Regions from separate parts of the Oryctolagus cuniculus genome. Here regions 2 and 3 are each linked to region 1. Evidence: chromatin contacts called from public Hi-C and Micro-C data. All regions are on one chromosome and are shown on one strand. The core of a region is the stretch at or near the end of the contact, and the rest is flanking DNA. Distances in the headings are between cores, read along the strand shown.

Region 1 (2,728 bases), core at 104-2,603:
CAAGAAAGAACACATTGGTTTTAAAAGTCAAGACTCCTTTAAGTCTGTCTGTTTCTCATGACGTGGAAAAAAGACCTTTCCCCATCTAAATCACAGGGCTGCTGCAAAAATTAACTTCTAAATGCTCATCAAACACTTCAAAAACCTGAACACCTCATACATTTAGTAAAGTCCTTTTGTTCTCTAACTTGTAACCCTGAACGACTCTGGCTCTTGTGTGTGCACGCATGAGACTCACTTCTGCAAAACATTCAGTGAACATTTACAGAAAGAGGAAGATGAACAGCTGTGACATGGGTATTTAATCTCAACATCAGGCGCCAGGTCATAGTTCTAAGGCACAGGACACAGACTTCTACCTAGCTACAGCTGGTCAAGATAAGCAGTCACGTGGTAAGGGAAGCTGAATAATTTAAACCACAGCCAGACCCGAAGTCGTTAGCACACAGGTACACGGTCCTCTAGCCGGTGTTCCGGCCGAGGCGGTGCTGGGCTAGGTCATGGTCAAGAGCGTAGGCTGAAACCTTCCTGCAGCCACAGCAGAGCGCCCACGCTTTCTGTCTTCAGCCTCGAAGACGACTTGATCAAGGGGGAAAAGCCCCAAAGAAAGGCGATCCTGAAGGGTTAGGTTCCCAAGAAGTGGAAACCCGACGCCCGCGGGACTAAGTGGGTGTGACGAGAGCAAGACGACCAAGATTCTGTGATCCCTCCTGAAGTTTAAAGATGGACTGAGCCCGAAATCAAGTCTCGGGGAAACATCGCTGCCAAAGACGCAGCGGGGAAGACGCCCTCAGTGGGGCTCAGGCGGCATCTCCCGGGCTGCTCCCCTGCCCTGCCCGCCCTATGTCCATCTCGGCACCCCCTTCCCAGCTCCGTCCCAACTCGCCCTTCCCCTGCTCCCTCCACAGAGATCGCGATGCCTGTCCCTCCAGCCCCCCGGCACCAACGCGCCGCGCCGCTCCCGGAAGCACCGGCTCCCGGCCGGCCACCTCGGAGCGGCCCCACGCGGGCCGCGTCGCGCCCACCCCGCTCGGGCGGGAGCCGGGACACCCCTCCTCGGAGGCCGGAACCGCCGCGCCAGGCCCCTCCCACAGGAAGCCGCCGCCCCCCGGCGCCCGGGCCGCGCCGCCCCCAGCCCACCGCGCGCCGCCCGCCGCCCCCGGCCCGCTCCGCGCCCCGCGCCCGCCCGCCGCGCCCGCCGCGCCCGCGCTCGCTACCTGCCCCGGCCCCAGAAGCGGCGCCCAACTCCTCTCCCACTTCCGCCTTCCACCGCCCGCACTCGGGCCGGGTCACGTGGCCGCGCGCGGTCACCTGACCCGGAAGAGGCTGGCCGGGCTCTCAGGTGCCGGCAACCTAGGCCTGGCCTGCGAGCTTTTGGCCTCGAAGAGGCCCGGGTCCTGTGGCCGTGTGTATAAGGCGAAACTTTTGCCGCTCATGAATTTGTTTCCCAGCAGTCGTATAAACTGAGGGCTCGCCAGGTGCCACGTGCTGGCTTTATCTGCCCAGCAACGCTAGGGAGGCGCGTGCTGTGATTTAGACCCATTTTACAGGTGCGAGGAGATCCTCTTTCAATTGGGTCAAACAAATCACGAGTATTTGAGCTCCTTAGTGGGGTTAATAAAGTTATTAAAGTGAAATCTCAGATAAATTTCAGTTTCGGGTAAACAACCGTGTCTGCCCAATATCCTACATGGGATATATTTATACTAAGATTATCTGAAAATCACATTGGATTGTGCCGCTTGTATTTGTGTTTGATAATCCTGGTGACTCAATGCCTGCCACGTGCCAGGCGCGGTTCTAGACTGTAGAAGCAACAGACCTGTCCGTCGTGGAACATCTGGGACATGAAGTAGAACAGCTTCGAAGCCCCTGCCTGGGGGCATAAAATGCCCCCTATCACGCCCAGCCAACCCCTGTTCCCTTCATCTGCAGGTGCATACAACTTAGCAAGAACATTTTATGTCAACATCCCTTACTAACGGCGCAGGGCCTCAGCTTTGACAAGTTGGATGAAGACTGTTTTTCACTTTTAATTACCATTGGTTAAAATTAATACTAGCAACCTAATTACCCCGTTTTGTTTTTTTTTTTGGGTGGGGGGAGCCTTAGCATTTGGATGGATCCAATCATGCACACAAATGAAATTGGTTGAACTCAGTCCCTTGCCTTTCAATAATATACAGCCATCTCTTAATTCGTTAAACCTGTTAAACCCTGCCACGAAACTGACGCTTCTCCAATTTCATTGTCGGGCGTTTTCCTAATTCTGCTTTAGAGGAGTGAGGAAAGGCTTCCTTGTGGGGTGGGCTTTCAGTAAGTGTTCACCAAAGAGCAAGAGGACTAAGTAAAAAGCATGCAGGGTGCATTAAGCAGTGAAAGCTAGAAATATAGGTGGTCACCCGCATGGTTCCCCTCCCCACAGTCCCTTCTTATTTCTCTTCTCTCACCCCCACTCTGCCCTTTGGCCACTCTGGCCTCAGGACCTTTGGACTTGCTTCTCCCAGTGCCTGAAAAGCTCTTTCCCCATATAGTGAGACAGTAACGACCACTTCCCACCCTCTCTCTCTCAGATGTTTGCTTAGCTGTCACACAGCAAAGCCTTTCACGATCACTCTGTTTAGGATACAACTCATCTCTCTGCTGTGGCCCAGGAGTGCAGTGGAGGATGACCCAAGTGCTTGGGCCCTGCACCCCATGGGAGACCAGGAGAAGCACCTGGCTTCTG
Region 2 (2,728 bases), core at 101-2,600, 410 kb after region 1:
GCTGGCATTTGGGAAGTGAACCCGCAAATACAACATACATTTCTCTCTCATTCTGCCTTTCAAATAAATAAAAAATAAATATTTTTTTTAAAAAAAGTTAACTCTGGGGAAAGGCGTTAATTAGTACGATCCTATTTTTGCAAACACAGGCACACAATAGGTACACAGAAGATACTGGAAGACTATAAAAATAAAACAACTAATTTTTTCATGTGGGACTCTGGGCGATCCTTTTGCTTATTTTTTTCTAATTCTTCTACAATAACGCGCATAATTTTATGATTTAAACAATGACATGGAGTGGGCATTGCGGCGCGGGGGTTACGGCACCATTTGGACGCCCCGTATCCGAGCGCTGGTTCAAGTTCCGGTTCTCTGGCCCCGTCCAGCTCCCCGCCATGAGCCTGGGAAAGCAGTGGACGATACACCCCGAGTACTTAGGCCCCTGCCACCCACGGGGGAGCAAGAAGCTCCTGGCTTCTGGCGTGGGCCTGGTCCATCCCCTGCTGATGCAGGCATTTGGGGAGTGAACCAGCAGAAGGACCGACCTCTCTCTCTGCCACTGTGCCTTTCAAGTAAGTAAGCAGGCACATAAACAAATATTTTAAAAAAACTTTATATTTCCAGAGGTTTCCGGTATTGCAAGACATATTCTGTTGCTTGACCCGGACTGGGAGCACACTGGCCTCTGCTTTGTAATTATTTGTTAAAATGTAAAGTTGGGGCCAGCTGGTGGCGCACTAGGTTAATCCTCCGCCTGCTGCGCTAGCATCCCATATGGGCGCCAGTTCTAGTCCTGGTTGCTCCTCTTCCAGGCCAGCTCTCTGCTGTGGCCCAGGAGGGCAGTGGAGGATGTCCCGAGTGCTTGGGCCCTGCACCTGCATGGGAGACTGGCAAGAAGCACCTGGCTTCGGATTGGCACAGCGCCGGCCGTGGTGGCCATTTGGGGAGTGAGTCAACGGAAGGAAGACCTTTCTCTGTCTCTCTCTCTCTCTCACTGTCTGTAACTCTACCTGTCAAATAAATAAATAAAAATCTTAAAAAAAAAAAAAAAAGTAAAGTTAACAAACCTTCTTCTATGGAGCTCCTGCCCGCAATTTCCCAAGTGCTTAACGAGATACACGTATTTTCCGTTATCTTATACATAGTTCCGGAACAGTAGTATGCATATTAAATTCGCAATTCACTGAGCCATAGACTGCAAACCCCGCGGACTTCCCGGCCGACCTGAGCGGCACGGACTGCAAGTCCCAGCAGGCCTTGCGGCCAGCGGACCGGGAACTACGGAGGCCGAGACGGAGGCTGGGCCCTCCGGTCCTTTCCCTCCCAGAAGCCCGCGGGCGGCTAGGAACGCTGTCCGTATCATGGCCGCGGGAGCCGGGACGGCGGGCCCTGCTTCCGGCCCGGGCGTCGTGCGTGACCCGGCGGCGTCACAGCCGAGGAAGCGGCCCAGCCGGGGGGGCGGGGAGGGCGCGCGGCGATCGGACGCGATGGCGGGAGGAGGCGGGAGCAGCGACGGCAGCGGGCGGGCGGGCCGGCGGGCGTCCCGCAGCGGCGGGCGGGCTCGGCGGGGGCGCCACGAGCCGGGGCTGGGGGGTCCTGCGGATCGGGGTGCGGGGGAAGCACGGCTGGAAGAAGCGGTCAACCGCTGGGTGCTCAAGTTCTACTTCCACGAGGCGCTGCGGGCCTTTCGGGGTAGCCGGTACGGGGACTTCAGGCAGATCCGGGACATTATGCAGGGTGAGGGCCGGGCCCGGGAAGGAGGCCGGGGAGGGGGTCGTGGGGACGGGGTCGGGGCTGGGGTCGCCGAGCCAACGCTGTCTTCTTTCCCAGCTCTGCTTGTCAGGCCCCTGGGGAAGGAGCACACGGTGTCCCGGTTGCTGCGGGTTATGCAGTGTCTGTCGCGCATTGAAGAAGGGGAGAATTTAGGTATGGCTGTTTTTGTGCTCGTCTGCGGGCGTACTTGCGTCGGGTTTTGTTGTTTTCAAACTTACATCCGGGACGGAGGGGTTCCGGGTTAAAGTGCGCGGCCGCTTGCACCGCGGGGGTCTCGTGCGCGCTCGCTCGCTTTCCCGGGCCCGGAGGTTCCGTGGGCTGCTTTTCTGTGTGCGGGTTGTTGGTTTTTTTTCTCCCTTTTCTTTTCTTCCTCCCACCTGTTAGTTGCTTAGCCCAACTTTGTTGCTGTCCAAAGAGACTTAGTCTCTCCCCCGTAGTGATGTTTTTTCAGCGTGTGAGCACGTTTCCCGCCCCCTCTCCGAATTGAACTTGACAGCTGTTTGGCAAACTGGCTGAAGTTTCTGGCCATTTGTGTCTGAGGAGGATGTGTGTATCCTGAATCTGAGAGGCAAATGCACGTGTTAAAAATACCTTTTTTACGTGCCTCGAAAAATCCTGAAAGATGAGCACGTTTTAAATCCGTTGGCCTGAGTTTGGGCACTCTGACCGGGTCTGGAAGCCCGGGTGTGTCAGCAAGTGGAATTCAGATCTTGCTATAGTGGCATGCTCCCTGCCCCTAAGTGTACACTCATGTGTTTGGACATCGCTTTCCTGCTCCTTAGAGAAGAGCTTGAAATGAGAACTGTGCTTTGTCCTAGACTGCTCCTTTGATATGGAAGCTGAGCTCACACCCCTGGAGTCAGCCATCAATGTGCTGGAGATGATTAAAACCGAGTTTACGTTGACAGAAGCGGTGATCGAATCCAGCAGAAAGCTGGTCAAGGAGGCTGTA
Region 3 (2,728 bases), core at 76-2,575, 380 kb after region 1:
CTGAGAAGTGTTAGGAACTTGCCCAAGGGTCCCACTCTTGGTGGAGCCAGGAGCTGACATCAGGGCTCTTTGAACCCTGCACTTCCTAATCACTGTGCCCTTCCTCTCCACTTAGACATAGGTTTGAATCTAGCTGTCACTTACTGGTTGAGTGACTGTGAGCAAGTCAGCTTCTTTGAGCCTTACGTGGAAAATTCACACTTGGGAGGCTTGGCATCTGGTGCAGTGGTTAAAATACCACTGGGACGTCCACATCTCATAGCAGAGTGCCTGGTTCCGGGCCCGGATCTTCCACTTCCAATCCAGTTTCCTGCACACCCTGGGAGGCAGCAAGTGATGGCTCAAGTACTTGGGTCCCTGCCACCCATGTTCTGGGCTCCTGGCTTCAACCTGGGCCAGCCCAGGCTGTTGCAGGCATGTGGGGAGTAAACCAGCTGAAGGGAAATCTCTCTGTGTCTCTCTGTTGCTCTGCCCGTGTCTCTGTGCCTTTCAAATCTAATGAAAAGAGATAAATTCACACTCAGGGATTCACTGAATAACTTTTAGTTTCTATTTCAATACTACAGTTTCAAAGATTTCAAAAAATCTCCAGTGTCCCAAACTGAGACTCGTATTCCTGGCCTGAGCTGTTTTCCCTGGAGACCCTATAGATCGGTTTTCCCTTGGGTTTAGGATCAAAGGGCTCCTTCAGGTTCAGCATTTCTTTGAAACGGATTCAAAGGCAGGGGAAGCTGGAGAGCCTTCAACCTCAGCGTCGTGAATCAGCACCCCAGGAGCACAGGTGGCAAGTCCTGACCCATCCTTTCACTGTCTGATAAGCCCAAAGGTCACAGCAAGGAACTTGAACCCACTTCGCCTTCTTCCTGCCACTTCTGTGAGCTTTCTGATAAGGTGCCCTAAGTCACTGTTTTTCTGTCCCTGCACACGAAGTCCCCAGGGCGGGCACTCTGCTTCCAGCTCCCCAGCTGCTTCCAGCTCCCCCTCTGCCCACAGCCCTTGACTGCTGCATTCCAGCAAATTAGCCATGTGACTGAAGAGTATTTTTAACTTCAATAGGGCAGCTCCCTCTCTTTTAATGTATCATGCTTGGCCCACATTCCCTTGGTGAAAAGGGCACCAGTCGGCTACTTCTGAGAACTTTTAATTACTCCAATTGTTTGCAAAGCTCTCTTAGAAGCTCGGAAAAAAAAAAAAAACAGTCTTTCTCCTTCTCACTCAGACCCCCTTCTTTCCCAGTTTATTTGCTATTTAGTGGACGTGGAGGCTGAGTCCTAGCTGGGAACTCGCCATGTGTTCCCAGGTCCCCTCTAGCCCTTGCCACTGTTCCCTGCAGAAGGGTTTTTTCAAATAAAAATCCAGGGAGGGGGAGGGGGAAGAGAGAGGGGGTCCTGAGTGAGAGACTCCGACTCTGTCACACACGGATCCCCAGCAGGGAGCAGGACTGAGGTAGCCAGAGGCTCCAGCAGCACAGAGAACTAAGCACTTCCTTGGCCCTGGGATTCTCCAGGAGGGTCCCTGTGGCTGAGCTTGACATGGAGGCTGAGCCTTCTACCTCCCAGGCAATGACACGGAACAAGCGTCTCAGTAACCACTCAGGGACCTGGGGCTGTTCTCCATTAGCTGTGAATTTTCTCGATCCCAGAACTTCTTTAATCTCAGGAGGCTGTGTGGCGAAGGTGGCTACAAATGATTGGGATTTTGTCACCCTCCACCACCTAGAAGGGAGAACTAAAGTCACATGTAAGTTTGAGTCCTAGGGCAGGTACTTCATGCGGTAGTGAAGATTCCATGTGGGATGTCCTCATCTTCTGTCAGAGGGTCTGGGTTGGAGCCCTGGCTCTGCACCAGATGCCAGCTGCCTGATAAAACACATACTGGAAAGGCTCAAGAACTTGGGTCCCTGCCACCACATGGGAGCTCAACACTGAGTTCTGGACTCCTGGCTTCAGTCTGGCCCAGCCTTGACTGCTGCAGGTGTTTAGGGAGTGATCCAGACAAGAAATCCATCTCTGTCTTTCTACCTTTCAAATTAAAAAAAAATTAAAATTTTTAAAATAATAATCCTGAATCCTCCCAAAATTGAGAAACAAGCAATTTCTATGACTGAACTTTGCAAAGAAATTCATACAGATTATAACAGTATGTATATTAACCCAGCCATTTTGTGCACAACATGTGCTTTGACACACAGTTGTAAGAAGACAATTTGTGTGTGTGTGTGTGTGTGAGAGAGAGAGAGAGAGAGAGAGAAGGAATTGGTGAGTGGCTGTGGTTGTGTTGGTGAGAACAGGATGTGTAAAGGCTATTGGGTGTGAAAAGCACAGTGTGTTTGCAGAACTGGAAAAGGCCGTTGTGACTGAAGCCTTATGATCTCAGAGCTCAGCTCTTACAAGTCAGAGTATACTTTACATTTTAAAAGTCTACATTCACAGTGTTGGGGTACTGCTGGTTAAGCTGTTGCCTACGATGCTGGCATCCCATATGGGTGCCAGTTTGAGTCCTGGTTGCTCCACTTCAGATCCAACTCCCTGTTATGCTTGGAAAAGCAGCAGAAGATGGCCCAAGTCCTTGAGCCCCTGCAACCACATGAGAGACACAAGTGGACTTCTGGGTTCCTGGCTTTGGCCTAGCTGTGCCCCAGTCTTTGTGATCAGTTGAGGAGTGAATCAGAGGATTGAAGATCTCTCTCTCTCTCTCTCTCTCTTTCAAATAAATAAATAAATGTTTA

What was found. Hi-C and Micro-C count contacts between places; a contact is called where the count stands out from the background.
Region 2: a Micro-C map of ear pinna shows a contact between it and region 1, with 4 times the contacts expected there. The contact joins the promoter of TERF2 here to the promoter of WWP2 in region 1. A contact is called at or near these places in 4 of 6 Hi-C or Micro-C datasets (ear pinna, psoas muscle, skin fibroblasts and 1 more).
Region 3: a contact with region 1 is called in a Hi-C map of embryonic fibroblasts, with 2.1 times the contacts expected there. The contact joins the enhancer-like site here to the promoter of WWP2 in region 1. A contact is called at or near these places in 3 of 6 Hi-C or Micro-C datasets (ear pinna, embryonic fibroblasts and an unstated tissue).

The regions. Positions count from the first base shown.
Region 1 is chr18:52,876,757-52,879,484 of mOryCun1.1, reverse strand. It overlaps WWP2 (WW domain containing E3 ubiquitin protein ligase 2), which reads right to left and starts at 1,353. Exons shown (of 24, transcript XM_002711669.4): 1 at 1,218-1,353.
Region 2 is chr18:52,470,075-52,472,802 of mOryCun1.1, reverse strand. TERF2 (telomeric repeat binding factor 2) reads left to right here and starts at 1,350. Exons shown (of 10, transcript XM_008257547.4): 1 at 1,350-1,740; 2 at 1,834-1,929; 3 at 2,595-2,725. The coding sequence starts at 1,365. All of the region lies in intron 5 of NIP7 (nucleolar pre-rRNA processing protein NIP7), which reads right to left.
Region 3 is chr18:52,496,213-52,498,940 of mOryCun1.1, reverse strand. It overlaps NIP7 (nucleolar pre-rRNA processing protein NIP7), which reads right to left. Exons shown (of 7, transcript XR_007920025.2): 7 at 1,104-2,728. Among named protein-coding and RNA genes, the nearest start is that of TERF2, 26 kb to the right of the region's middle. Within about 2 kb of position 1,325, at least 4 of the 8 cell types and tissues checked have an H3K27ac peak or open chromatin away from gene starts, as enhancers often do. A contact at or near this core is called in ear pinna, where this site is marked.